Linked DNA regions of Delphinus delphis: region 1 is linked to region 2. The links are chromatin contacts, called in public Hi-C maps. All regions are on one chromosome and are shown on one strand. Each heading gives the region's core, a stretch centred on a gene start, on an enhancer-like site or on the middle of the called end of the contact. The rest is flanking DNA. Distances are from core to core; before and after follow the strand shown.

The links. A called contact is a pair of places that touch in the nucleus more often than the background predicts.
Region 1: a contact with region 2 is called in a Hi-C map of muscle, with 4 times the contacts expected there. The contact joins the promoter of NICN1 here to the promoter of CCDC71 in region 2. A contact is called at or near these places in 2 of 3 Hi-C or Micro-C datasets (lung and muscle).

What each region holds. Positions count from the first base shown.
Region 1 is chr10:65,403,153-65,410,173 of mDelDel1.2, forward strand. NICN1 (nicolin 1, tubulin polyglutamylase complex subunit) reads right to left here and starts at 3,667. Exons shown (of 6, transcript XM_060022494.1): 1 at 3,498-3,667; 2 at 2,023-2,139; 3 at 1,660-1,773; 4 at 1,140-1,211; 5 at 720-824; 6 at 1-645. The coding sequence starts at 3,629. The coding sequence ends at 604.
Region 2 is chr10:65,206,458-65,213,254 of mDelDel1.2, forward strand. It overlaps CCDC71 (coiled-coil domain containing 71), which reads right to left and starts at 2,091. Exons shown (of 2, transcript XM_060021440.1): 1 at 2,005-2,091; 2 at 1-24. KLHDC8B (kelch domain containing 8B) reads left to right here and starts at 5,868. Exons shown (of 6, transcript XM_060021441.1): 1 at 5,868-6,341.

The DNA.
Region 1 (7,021 bases), core at 2,417-4,916, 200 kb after region 2:
CCAGGAGCCAACTCAGGCACCAAGGGACTCAGGCTGCCCAAATTCCCAGCTTTGTGTGGCTCCCTAGGCAAGCAGCAGAAGAGTTTAGATAGGAATTTTCTTTTTGTGGGCATAATACAAAGGGAAAGAAGACCATTAGGGGGCGCAGAAGGCAAAACGCGGCTCCTGTTTCTCCTTCAAGCTTCCAAACTACGACTGCCAAGTTATAGCAGTCTTCCAAGGCTAGACAGAGCAGGTTCTAGTAGGTTACCCCAGCCTACTACACTCAGGGTGAGGGAGCAGGCAGAAGACAGGAATGTTCATGTTGGCATGGGAGACAGAGGGCACAGGGGGATTCTTAGGAATAGAACTGGAGTGTTTTTAGGGAGGGCGAAGGAGGAGGTTTGGGTTGCAGTCAGGTGAGGACAGAGTGTATCCCCTCCAGGAGTTCATGCTAAAGCAACACAGTGAGCCCCCAAGAATCTTGACTCTGTGAACGTGGTCCTGACAGAATGCGCATGCAGGCAACACTCGGAATGCACAGGGACAGCACTTCAGCCTCTGATGGCCCAAGCTGGGCCTGGATGGGCACGGAAGGCCAACGTCTTGACTAAGGGCCACAGCTCAAGTGTAGGAGAGCAAGTTCAGGTCATAACAGCCATCCACCTGCAACACAAAAGACCATCAGATCTGATCCATTCAGGCCAACGGGAGCCAAGCAGAGGGAAGCGATCACTCACATCAAAGCGGCCGATCCTTGTGGAGGTATGACTGGCCCGGATCATCTCTGTCAGCGCCCACATCTGCTGTACCTCGGATGATACCCTGCTGGGGTCTGGGAGACCCTGCTCCAGAAGGAGGGGTCAGTGGCCATGGGTCTCTCCCCAGCAGTGCCCTTATAACTCCAGATAGGCCAAGTTGGGCTATGGGGCCCTCCAGCTGACATTCCCAGATGACTTGTGAAACATGAGGATGGGGCCTGATGTGGAGTAGGTGGCCCGGCCCCACACAGAGATGCCTCAAATCCCAGGAGGAAGGTGCACAGAGTGAACGAAGGTCCCTGGGTCCAGCCCCAGATTCTTGCAGAAAGGGGTCCCCTTGGGCCTGTGCTGGACACCAGAGCTGTTCGCACATGGTTCTTAGCCAGGGTAAGGGCTTACCTCAAGAAGGGGAGCAGGCTGCTCACAAGGCACTGGGTGCGAGAGCCACTTGGGGAAGGTCATGGAAGGGCTCTGCAAAGCAAAGGCATACTGCCCTGAGGCGGGCAGAGTAGGAGAGACCTGGAACCAGATCCCAAGGTCCTGAAGGCAGAGAGAAGGGCCCCTGAGCCCCAGAAACTGGGAAAATCCCGTTTAGGTCCCAGGGGCAGAAGACTACCTAAGCTCTTCTGCTATGCAGAAGGAAGCCCCACGAAGACAAGGAGCAGAAGTATATCTGGGTACCTGAATGTTCCAGATCTGAAAAAGGCAGGTAGCCCCAAAGGTCAGGGGATATGGGGACGTGGCCTCACCTCTTATCATGAACTTCCAGCATTCCCACCTGGCTAACTTCCATGAAGGACTCCTTCTGAGTCTCCCCATCCTTACCTATCCACTCCCACCTGTACCCCCAGGCCTCCCAGCCATAGCTAGGAGCCTCCTGGAGAAAGGGCCAGCAAACAGCTCTGAGCTAGTCACTTACCTTTGGTCCCTGTTTGTAGATCTGCAGCTCCTCCACCGTGAAAGACAACCACAGTGGTGATGGCTGTCGCAGAATCAGGCGTAGTTCCAGTACTTTGCCCATGTCACACAGCATCTGACACATACACACAAGGACCCACCGAGGTCCCAGCTCACTGCCCAGGAGCCAACCAGCAATGAGCCAAGGTGCTTCCTCCCCAGGCCTTTGAGAAGGAAACAGTAGTTCCTCCAAGGCACTTGCCCAAGAACCACAATTCAGGCCAACCTTGCCTGCCCCTCTTCCCTCATGGTATCCTGGCCCAATCCCCAGGCCTCTTGTGAGCCCTCATCTGGGCTGCCCTGGCCATGCTGAGTCCCAGCTGACCTGGTGCTTGAACAGCGATACATACTCCTGAGCTCCCTCCTCACTGTGTGGGTCAGGCATCAGGCAGTAGTCCCGAAGACAGGTCACCCACTTGGCTGGAGTGTGTGTTGAGGTGTGCTGGCGAACACGGATGGTCAGAAAGGCTGTGTAGTAATTCTTAAACATGATCTCCTGCAACTAGGGCACACACAACCCACCACAACAAATCACACCTAGGCCCCGGGCCTGATGGGTTCAAAAGCACCATCTCTTCCTCCACTTAGGAATGTACTCTTCTACCAATCTAACAATATCAACAAGAATCCACTGGGGCCCAAAGAGATTTTGCCTTCCTAGAACTCACAGTCTAAATGAGCATGTCATGCAAACCATGACCTCGGATCTTGCTGCATGTCCAAGATGCTGGGAGTGGTCAGAGCCCTAACTCTAGATGAATCAGAAAATGTACAGATGAGTTCATCAAGTGGACCATGAAAGGTAGAAACTGTAAAGTAGCATAAACAAAGGAACACCAAGGGGTGACAGGACCTGGCATACCCCTGGAACAGAGAGTGGTTCAGCCTAGCTAAAGCAGTTCTCATCACTGGATACTCATCAGAATTACTCAAGGAGGGAATTCCCTGGTGGTCCAGTGGTTAGGACTCGGTGCTTTCACTGCCAGGACGCAGGGTTCGATCCCTGGTCGGGGAACTAAGATCCCACCGTGGTGAGGCCAAAAAACCCCAAAACAACAGCAACAAAACAGAATTACTCAAGGAAAAAAAAATTTTTTTTAATATAAGTGTACAGGCTCCACCCAGACCTACTGAATCAGATTTCCAGGGTTGGGCCCTGTAATGAAGTCTCCCAGCTTAGAGTAAGCAACAGCTTGGGGTAGAACCACACACTACAGGACAAAATGCCTGGGGCCGAGAGGCAAGTAGGGCAAAGACACAGAGTGGCTCTGAATGCCAGGCCATTAGAAAGTGGACTCTGTCCTCTGTGTTGAGGTCTTGCAGTGTCCAGTCACCCTGCCAGCAGATGTGGAAGGGCAACTGGAGACTGGAAACTGGAGCCACTGGGAAGACCCTGATGAGGGATGATTTGAACCTGACCTCCAGCAGGGACTGTAGGAATGGGCAGGAGGCAGGTTTGGGGGTAACTCATTGTCTAATGATACCCAGTCAGTGGCCAGGGACAAAACGACCTCTCACCTCTATTAGGTTCAAAACTGTATTTCCAGCACCTAGCCTACTATCTCGGCACTTCCGTGTCAGCGCCATTCTGGGCATTGGGGAGAGACGTTGAAGAGAACAGAAGAGGAAGCTGCATTCTAGTAACTGTGTGTTAACTGAAGGAATAAATAAATGTTTAACTGATTCATTTGGGCGAGGTACTGCAGAGGCTTTCAGTAAACGATTAAATGGCTGGGACACGCCCGAGTTCCCAGATAAGCCCCGCCCAGGAGCCCCGGTCGCGCCCACTTGCTTGCTCACCTCGAAGGGCGCGACGCTGGGGAAGGTGACATCGATGACCAGCACGCCAGGCCGGCCTTGGGAGGTCCGCACGTCGCCCACCTGCAGGGCCACGGTACCTTTCACATGACAAGGGACCGACACGCGGGACATGGTGGCAGCGGCCGCGACCAAGTAAGACCAATGGTCTTTCCCGGCGTCCCCAGCCGGGCCCCAAGAACTACAACTCCCGAGAGGGCTCGCGCTCGGCCATCCCAGCCAATCACCGATGCTCGGGGCGGGCCCGGATTCGGAAGTGCCTGCGGAAGTGCTCCTTCAGCCAATCACCGAGCGTGCCTTAGAGAGCCACCAGGGACCATGCCCAGAAACGGCCTAGCCGTTCTGCATCCAGTTAGTGCTGAGCCTTATAGGTTCCCTGAAGTCTCAGTCGGTTACTTCCTCTGTGCAGGGCGGGCGTCAGTTAAAGCGCATAAAGCCATGACCGTGAATGAGCATAGTGTCTGGACGACACTGGTTGCAAAAATAGATATTAAGCCTTTTTTTACGTACGCGAAGGATTTGAAGAGATAACTCACAAGAAAAGATAAATAGCCATTATGCCCATGAAAAGATGCTTAACATTATTATTCATCAAGGAAATACAAATTAGAACCCCACACATCCACTAAACAGACTAAAATTAAAAACTGACAAAACTGTGGAACGCTCATGCGTTGATAATTTCCTGCCACTTTGAAAAGCAGTTTGGCCATTCTTTAAGAACTAAATTTATACTTAAAACATGATCCAGCCATTGCACTCCTAAGTATTTACCCAAGAGAAATGAAAGCATATGTCCATCCAAGGACTTTATTCGTAATAGCCAAAATTTGGAAATAATCTAGGTGTCCAACAGATGAACAAATGAACAGATTAGCTAGTTGTGGTGTATCCACACAATGAAATACTACTCAACAGTAAAAAGAAATGAATGAATCCACAGGCTATCAATAGATGAATGGGTAAACAAAGTGTAATTACACAAAATGAAATTATTCAGCCTTAAAAAGGAATGAAATCCTGGCACATGCTTCAACAAGGATAAACATTGAAAATATTACACTTAGTGAAAAAAGCCAGACATAGAAGAACAAATATTATATGATTCCACTAATGTGAGGTACCTAGAAGAGGCAAATTCATTGAGACAGAAAGTTGAATAGAGGTTGCCAGGGTCTGGGGAGGGGGAAGTAGAGAGTTATTGTTTGACAAGTACAGAGTTTCAGTTCAGAATGAATGAAAAAAAAATCTGGAAATAGTGGTGATGATTACAAAGCACTATGAATGTACTTAAGGCCAATGAATGATATATACACTTAAAATGAGTAAATGGTAAATTTTATGTCATGTATGTTTTACCACAATAAAAAACAAACAAATGAACAACTGACATACACAATACCAACACTGGATTTCAAATGCACTATGTTAAGCAAAAGAAGTCAGACCCAAGTGAGTTCATATGGTGTGGTTCCAGTTACATGAAATTCTAGAAAAGTCAAAACTAATATAGAGTAATATAGAGTAATATAAATCAGAACAGTTTTCCCTGGTGCCAAGGGTGACTGTGAAGAAGTACAGGGGAATATTTTGGGGTGACAGAAAGGTTCTATGATGTGATAGGCTGGTAGTTATATTTGTCTAGACATTTGTCAAAATTCATTAAACAATGCTTAAGATATGTGCATTTTATTGTATCTAAATTATACCTCAATTGGGAATTCCCTGGCAGTCCAGTGGTTAGGACTCTGTGCTTTCATTGCTGAGGGCATGGGTTCAATCCCTGGTCAGGGAATTAGGATCTCAGAGGCCGCACAGAGCGGACAAAATAAATAAGTAAATAAAAATTGGTAAAAAAAAAAAATATATATATATATACACACACACACCCCTCAATAAAGAAATTAAAAAATAATAAAACAAAATAAATTATTCCTCAATAAACATGATTTTTAAAGAAAAAAATTAAACATCATATTTATTATCATCATCATCCTTCCAGATACTTGTGGAAACAATACCTCAGAAATTGTCAGTTAAGCCTGTTTTATGGATAACAAAGCTGAGGCCAGATGTGGGCCAGTGATTTCCCAAGCCAAGAAAGCAATATGAAGTAGAGCTGGAAACAGAGCCTCTTTTGGACTCCTACCTCATAGGTCAGAACCCTCCAGGCAACAGTCATCTTCGGTGACCTGTGCCTTCTCTGTGTGAGGGGCTCCAGAGACACAGGCCCAGTGTAGCTCATAGGATTCTCATAATGTGACATCAAACAGACACAAAACCAGGATTCCAAGCCAGCCCAAGGAACAGCCTGGAGGAGCTAAGCCTTCCCAGCCCAGACCTGGAGACCTCCAGTGACAGAAAACTTTCCCTGTCTCATCATGATTTGTAACCTGTGGCTTCTGGACTGGTCATTGTTATCTCCATTTTGTTTTTTGCTTTTTGTTTTTTAATAAATTTTTTATTTTTGGCTGCATTGGGTCTTCATTACTGCGTGCGGGCTTTTCTCTAGTTGCGGCAAGCAGGCGCTACTCTTCGTTGCAGTGCATGGGCTTCTCATTGCGGTGGCTTCTCTTGTTGCAGAGCACAGGCTCTGGGCGCACAGGCTTCAGTAGTTGTGGCACGCGGGCTCAGTAGTTGTGGCTCATGGGTTCTAGAGCGCAGGCTCAGTAGTTGTGGCACACAGGCTTAGTTGCTCTGGGGCATGTGGGATCGTCCTGGACCAGGGCTCGAACATGTGTCTCCTGCACTGGCAGACAGATTCTTTTTTTTTTTTCTGACATCTTTATTGGAGTATAATTGCTTTACAACGTTGTGTTAGTTTCTGATGTACAGCAAAGTGAATCAGCTATACATATACATATATCTCCATATCCCCTCCCTCTTGCATCTCCCTCCCACCCTCCCTATCCCACCCCTCTAGGTGGTCACAAAGCACCAAGCTGATTTCCCTGTGCTATGTGGCTGCTTCCCATTAGCTATCTATTTTACATTTGGTAGTGTATATATGTCAATGCCACTATCTCACTTCGTCCCAGTTTACTTCCCCCTCACTGTGTTCTCAAGGGCAGGAGGGTTCTTAACCACTGTGCCACCAGGAAGCCCGCTATCTCCATTTTGACTCAGACTAATGATTCATTGCCTGGGTCCCTCCAGATTCCTGAGGGTTTCTCTTTTAGGGAGCCACCCCCCCCATACTGGAGCAGAGGTTTCCCTAAATCCCAGAGGACTATAGCCCTCCTGAGAATCAGGTGGATACAGACAGGTTTTGGTCTTCAGGCCTCAGCTCTGAGAGCAGACACAGACCCATGTGGCCCCTCATTGCAGATGAGTCTCAATATTGAAACAGGAGGGAAGGGTGCAGGGCACAACCTTTGAAAGAATGACATAGCCCGAGGACATAACATAAACTGATTAGAACCAAATGGGTCCAAGATGGCAGACAAGTCAACTTCCACTAGACCTTGAGCGTCAGTATACAACTCATTGTAACACATCAGTAAGCT
Region 2 (6,797 bases), core at 841-3,340:
TATCCGCAAACCAGCGCTTGGCACCTCCAAGGCAAAAGGAAGAGTCAATAAGAACAGCACCGAGACAGGGGCCAGGACAGGTAGATAGGTCAATCAGGGCCAGCAATCTTCACAATAACATCTATTGACACAGAGGGGCCTGGCCAGAGTGAGCCACTCCTTGGGGCAAAACCCTGGTCTTCTCCACCTATCACGGTGGAGGGTTGGGGGGTAGAGGTGGGGGACTCATATGGGTCAGAGGCAGCTTCTTCAGGATACATGCCCATAAGCTCATCAGAGCCATCCAACCCGCTGACGGGCCCCTGGAAAGATCTGGGCTTGGCCAAATTCCTAGTATTAGACTCAACACTGGGAATACAGGCAAATATCTCTGTCTTCCAGGAGCCCTGTACAGAAGGCAAGATAGAGATACCCTCAAGGTTCTTGGGAATGCACACTGGCACACAGCTCAGCTTGCCAATGGGTAAGGGAAGGATTCCCGGGAGAGGAATATTCATGTGGGACATGAATGATGAATAGGAAAGGACCAGATGGAGATGGAGCAAAAAGGGCAACAGCCAATGCAATGGCTCCAAAGTGAGAAAGAGTAAGGCAAACTTGGTGTGACTGGAATCTGTGGTCAGGGCTGGGAGGTCTAGCTGGAAAAACAGGGGACAGCAGGGTAATACAAGCTTTGAATGTTCCTTGAATGCTGGCCAAAGGGCCCAGACTTACATCCAAAGTCCATGACGATCTCTGTTCCTACAGCTGCTGCTGTTCAGGTGCCCAGGGGTGGACCTCCCTGCCCACCAGAAGTTCTGCTTTCAGAGTTCCCAGACAGTCCACTCAGAGGTCCAATTCCTAGCACTAGAGCCATGGAGACCAACCCCAGGGAAAAAGCCAGACTCTCCTTCAACAGAAACTAAAAAGATGAGTAGCAGGTACTAATAATACATCTCTAGGCAATCAGGCAGCCTGGCGCCAGGCAGCCAGACCAAGAGCCCAAGGTCTGGGAGCCAATGACTCCGAGTAAGATGGTTAATAAAGTGGACCCTAGAGATCTGAACTGTCCTAACTAGGGCTTGGAAGAAGACTTTGGTACAGCCCATTTAGAGCTGTCTGGGAAGACCCAAGTTGTCCCAGGCTTCTCTTTAAAAGCTGTAGGCCGTCAATCATGACTAACATCTGGTCTAACCCATCACTGAGGGGTCCCAGAGACAGCTCCGCAGCTGCACAGGAGAATTAAAAGATCAGCTGGGATCAGGCAAGTCTCTGGGGCCAAGAGGTGAGTCTGTGCAGCTTCTTCCTCCCCCTAGTGGAGCAGAAGTTTTCAGAATTCCCTGGAGGAAGTGCCCTGGGGCTCTTTGTTTGGAAACATTCTTGGATCCTCAGGTGTCTCGGGCACTTCCCCTCTCCAGAGGCCATTCTCCAAGTACAGTCCTTACACATGACTTTAGTTCTCTTTTTTCCCAAGGGGTGTAGTTCCCAGGGCTGTGAACTGTACAATAAGGAGAGACCTGTTACCTCCAGGCACAGATATTGGGGGTGAACTGGGGGCTCTTCCGCTCAGGTCGGCCTGGGCCCTTGGGAGGGGTCTCCTGGGCTTTCCAAGAGGCTCCGGAAAACAGAGACTGCAGCCCGACCCCTGACTTCCCTTCACAAGTGTCCCCGGGGCAGGCCGGGGAAGCTGATGAAAAGATGCAGGACGGGAGCGGCCCTAACCAAGCGAAACTGGGGCGGGGGCAGATCAGGGCCCTCAGGCTGGGAGTCCGCGTCCCTGAGACCCAAGCCGACGGTAGGAGCGGGGGGCCTTAGAGGAAGCGAAATGCACAGGACAGGCGGTGAGAGCGCGACGGGGTCGCACAGCCCCAGGGTGGGGTCTTTGGGCACGGGGTGGGGGTTGGGGGTCTCGGCCGGGCCGGCGGAGGGCGCTGGTCCCGAAGGAGCCGGCCACCCGGCCCATCCACCCTGCCGCCTCGCGGACGACCCCTCCGCGGCGTGGCTAGGCCCACGGCCCCAACCTACCGGCGCCGCCGCGGGGACCCTGGACGCGCCTCTGCGCCGCCTCCGCTGCTCCAACATGGCCGCCTGCTGCGCACCGGAAGTGCGCCGCGCTTCCGCTTCCGGGACCTGGCCCGCCCTAGTGACCCTTGACCCCCCGAGACCCCGTTTCCCCCAAAGTCTGGGGGCTGGACAAGCGGAAACCAGAGAAGACTTCCTGGAGGAGGTGGCAGAGGGGACCGCTCTAAACCCTTGCGGACCTGTGCAGGGGTGTGAGGGGCAGAGGCGCTTTCGGCCGCTGCCCCAGGCAAGACTGCACCAGACTAGCATTGGATTAGGGGCTCGTCTGACACCTTCTCTGAGGGGCTTGATGGTGGAACGACATGTGGGAGGGATTTTTGGCAAGGTCCAAGCTATCCTTCACCCTTTTAGTCCTCCCGCAGCCACTGGCAAGGCCCACCTCTGTCCCAGGTGCCTGAACAGAGGGTGAAAGAGGAGTGCGCCCTGCCTGAGAGTGTCCCTCGGGAGCCTCTTTGTACCTCCTCTGAGGGCAGCAGGCCTTCCCCTGTTCCTGAGAGTGGGCTCACTGCATGTGGTATGAAAGGCTGGTTTGCACACATTTGTGGCAAATAAGCTCAAAGCTGGGCATGTCCAATCTGAGAGTCCCAGCATACCAGTGTGGGCCTGAGTGTACTTGCTTAGGAGCATGCCCACAGGTGTGGTGGGAGGACCCTGGTCCAGCCTTAGCTCCCTCAGTGGTAGAAAGCCCTCCCTAAAGTCTTAACTCTTCCCCAAATCCCTGCTTTTTTGGCCTAAGAGATTGGGACTTCTTTCCACCTGTACAGTCTTTCCACATGTACCCTGGGGCCAGCAGAGGGGTGACGGTTACAGGGCTCACTACCCAAGCAGCATCAGATGAGAGAACATAGGTAAAAATTAACCTTAGGAGTCTAAAGGGTCAGAATGGTCTCTATTGCTCTGACCAAAGGCACTTCTTGGTCAAGGGCCCCCAACTCCAGGTTGGGAGTCAACCTGGAAGTCCTGGTTTCATGGATGAGATGGTGGGGGCATCTGTACTTGGGTCAGAGCCTGAGCTAAGAGGCAAAAATATTGTCATAACTCTTGGACCTGACATGTACAGTGGTGTAAATTTGGTAGCTGGGGGGCAGGTGGAAGCCTATGGGCAGTCACAGAGTGTGACTGGATGCTTCATTTGGGGACTGGTTGATAGCCCTCCTCACTCCCCATAAAACCCCAGGATCCTCTACCTGATCTATGCTTCCCTGCCTCTACAGAGGGGTCTGGGCACCCCTAGAGAGAAACACTCACCCCACCCTAGGCCTCACCTTGTGCACCTGAGCTTCTCAGGGCCTCAGCCCTGATGGTGGGGTCCTCAGTGCCTTTAAGCATAGCCAAGATATCCAGCAGGAAATGCAAACTCTCCTGGTCCTCTGGGGTCAATGCTTCTGGCCTCTTGTATTGGTAGAGAGAAGGGAAGGATGGGGTCTCAAGGGCCAGGGTCTCGGGGTTGCAATCAGGAAGTCCCACCTTAGCACTCCCAGTCCCCAACTGAGGGTGAGCCCCATCTCTGCCCCATCCATGGTTGAGGATTAGTTGTTCACTCTTAGGACCAATCCAGCCTCATCTTCTGCCCAAGTTGTCTTCTATAGCTTCTCTAAAGCCAGCAGTGTTGGCCCCCCATGTGCAGGTGGGGCCAGGCCTGTGTAAACAGAAGCCACTTCCATGAAGAAGCAGAGTCCAGCCTCCAGGGATGACATGGGCCTAGGTGTGTCCTGGAAAGAGGATACCTCTCTGGTGATATCCAGCCTAGAGGTCAGCGCAAAGTGGAAGACAAAAAAAGGTAGGTCCATCCCTAGTCTGTGTCCCTTCCACACATTAGAACTGTGGGGATGATATGGGTTCAGGGAAATGGTCTGGGGTACCTAGCTTCCTGAGGGGAGGCTGATCCTTTTGCCTCTTGGTACCCAGAATGTCCCAGATGGAACTCTCTGGGATCATTAATCAGGGCCAAGTCTGACTTGACCTGGACTTTGGTGGATGCTGACCATCCCAGGCATAACTGGGATCAGATGAGATGAGGTTGGAGAGACCACAGGGCCGTCCCAGGATCCAGCCCTTCCTCTCTATTTGGCATCTTTTATATCCCTTAGTGATGGACCCTAGACCCATATCCACCTGAGCAGAGAGATCTGGTGAAGATCTAGATGTGAGTGAGGCCAGTGGCCTTGGAGAGATCACCCCAGGAGGGAGTCTATGTGCCAGGGAGAAAAGCCAAGGCTGGGTCTTGAGGAGGCACTTCCTGGGGAAGGAGAGGAAGCAGAGCCTGTAAAAGCCTCCGAGGGGCAGGACAAGCAGCAGGAGGAAGCCAAGGTCACAAGGGTGGGTGAGGCTTTGAAGAGGCCAGAAAGATTTCAGTTGAGAAAAAGATGATAGCCGCCCCACCCTGCCCCATTTTAGCTATATGGTGTTCCATGGTGACTTTGGCAATACCAAGTTTTGGGGAGCAGTGGTAGCAGTTATAAGATGGCCAACACCAAGGCAATGGAAACTGTGAGAGAAGATGACTTCAAGAGTTTGACTGGAAGGAAGGGAACAATGGAAGGACTTGGGGTGCTGGGAGGTATCTAAAGGCAGGAGGCTTTTATGTGCTTAATTACTGGAAAGGAGAGGGGAAGGGGCCTGGAAAGGGAACAGTGGGAAGTGTGAGGGGGTCTGCAGGACAGTGTGAATACCCTATGGAGGAAGGTACCAGTGACTGGCCTAACTGAGGAGCATGTTGGGGGCAGAGTGGAGTGGGAGGATGAAAGCCTTCTAGCCAGGATCTGCAACCAGCCTTGGCACCATTTCCATGCGGGCCGTCCAACTCCATCTGCCAGCCCCTGAAAGGGACTGAAGACTCTCTCTCTGGTCAGAATGCTCTGCCCACACTCTAGGCTGGCCAGAAGTCAGGCAGGCTAGGGTATTCATGTCTCCAAGTTGCTCTCAACCCATGACTGATGGAGATTTGAGAATGAATACCTTAGCATTCCCTTGCTCTGATGGGAACAATAATGTGAGGCCCATGTTCTACAATGGCTCCCAGAGTCCCCAGCAGGATTTGGTCCTTGTTGCTCACAGTGGGAACTTGTTTGATGACACACCCCTTTATTGGCTGCTTTCCCTGTCTTCTTGCCACTCCTCTACTGGTGCTTCTTGTCCTCATCTCCCACATTAACTATATGCACTTGTATCTCAGTCTCCTGGTGTGCTTCTGGAGAAAGTGAGGCAGACGCTGTCCATGAAAGAGGGACAAATGGTAGCAAACACAATCACGAGGACTTCTTCTCATAGGTGACCACTGACCTGTACAAATGGGCCCCTAGCTCACAGACTTAGCCAGTACTCTTGATGCTCAGAAGATAGGATGGGCCAGGGTCTGGGTCTGAGGTAGGTCTGCCTCTGTCACACCAACTTGTTCTTGCCTGACCCCGGAGTTGGCTAGAGGCAGGCCCAGGACCCTGAAGATGGACAGTCACAAAGTGCCTTGGGTCCCAGAGTAGCCCAGGCCTCAGGCCCTGCAGAATAAGCCCAGAGTGACCTGCCTGGGAGGTCCCCTGGCCTCTGACTCTTCATCACCTGCTCTGTTACCCTCCCCCACAAAAATTGCCCCCACCCATGCCTGTGGAAGGGCCTGTCAAGTACGGGGGCTGGCACTTTCTGCTCCTCCACCCTCTGCTACCCTCAATGTGCACCACAGAACCTGTTCTGTGCCCTCATCAGTGCTTGGGGAAGGGCGACCCCACCAAAGGCCCAGGACATACCCTAAGAGGCCTCCAGGGGGCGCCGCCGCGAAGCCTGTCGTGGGCTCTTCGGAGCGCAGCGGTGGTGGGCAGGCGCCCGCTTCTCAAGCCCCCAGGTTCTGCTGGCCCGCCCCTTCGCCGGTGCTCGCAGGCTGGGTCCTGCTGAGAACGGCCCCCACCATACACGTGTCGTGCGGCCCACCGCTTCTTCCTTTCTCCCCCAGTCCGAGGTCGGACCCCAAATCCTGGGCAGGCTCAGCGTCCACATGTCCGTCTGTCTGTTCACCGGTTTCCGTGTGACCATGGGTCGGCGCGCCCTGCTCCGGCCACGGCAGGTGCGGGGTTAAAGCAGGGGGGAGGTTTTCCCGAGTCGGGAGGGGGGACGAGGGGCGGACCCTGTCCAGCCCCGCCCCGCGCCGGAGAAGAGCCGGAGCCCCGCCGGAGCCCCACCGGAGCCCCACCGGAGCCCCGCCGGAGCCCGGCCTCAGACCCAGCCAGATCAGGCACCAGCGGAACCGGAACCGCGGACCCTGCGCCCCGGCGGCGCCGGAGCCCCGGCCGGTGAGTCCCGCGGGAGCCGCGCTCAGGGGAAGTTTAGGGCGCGGGGTGTAGAGCCCCAAGCGCGCTCGCTCGGACCCGCCCCCCCTTCCGCGAGCTGGAAGTTTGGGGCCGGGAGGCCCTCGCGCCAGGAGGCCCTCGCGCCAGGGGTCCCAGGAGCGTGCCTCCCCGCGGGAAAGGAGAAGCCAGGGAACTTGGAATCTGTGAAGTCCAGCTGCCCATTTCTGCTGGCAACGCCCTGGACTCTGGGAACCTAGAGTCCAGTGCTCGTGAGTTCCCAAAAATCATCCCCCTCCCCGTCCCAGACACCAAGAAGGCAGGCCTCTGGGGACTTGGCATGGGCAAACCCCTGAGGGTAGATCTTGAGGGGAAATGTGGGACTCTGGCCTCCAGCCCCTCCCCTCCCAGTCTCAAACACCCTGATCTTGGCCTTTGCTGGTGGGAATGGATGCAGTCTAT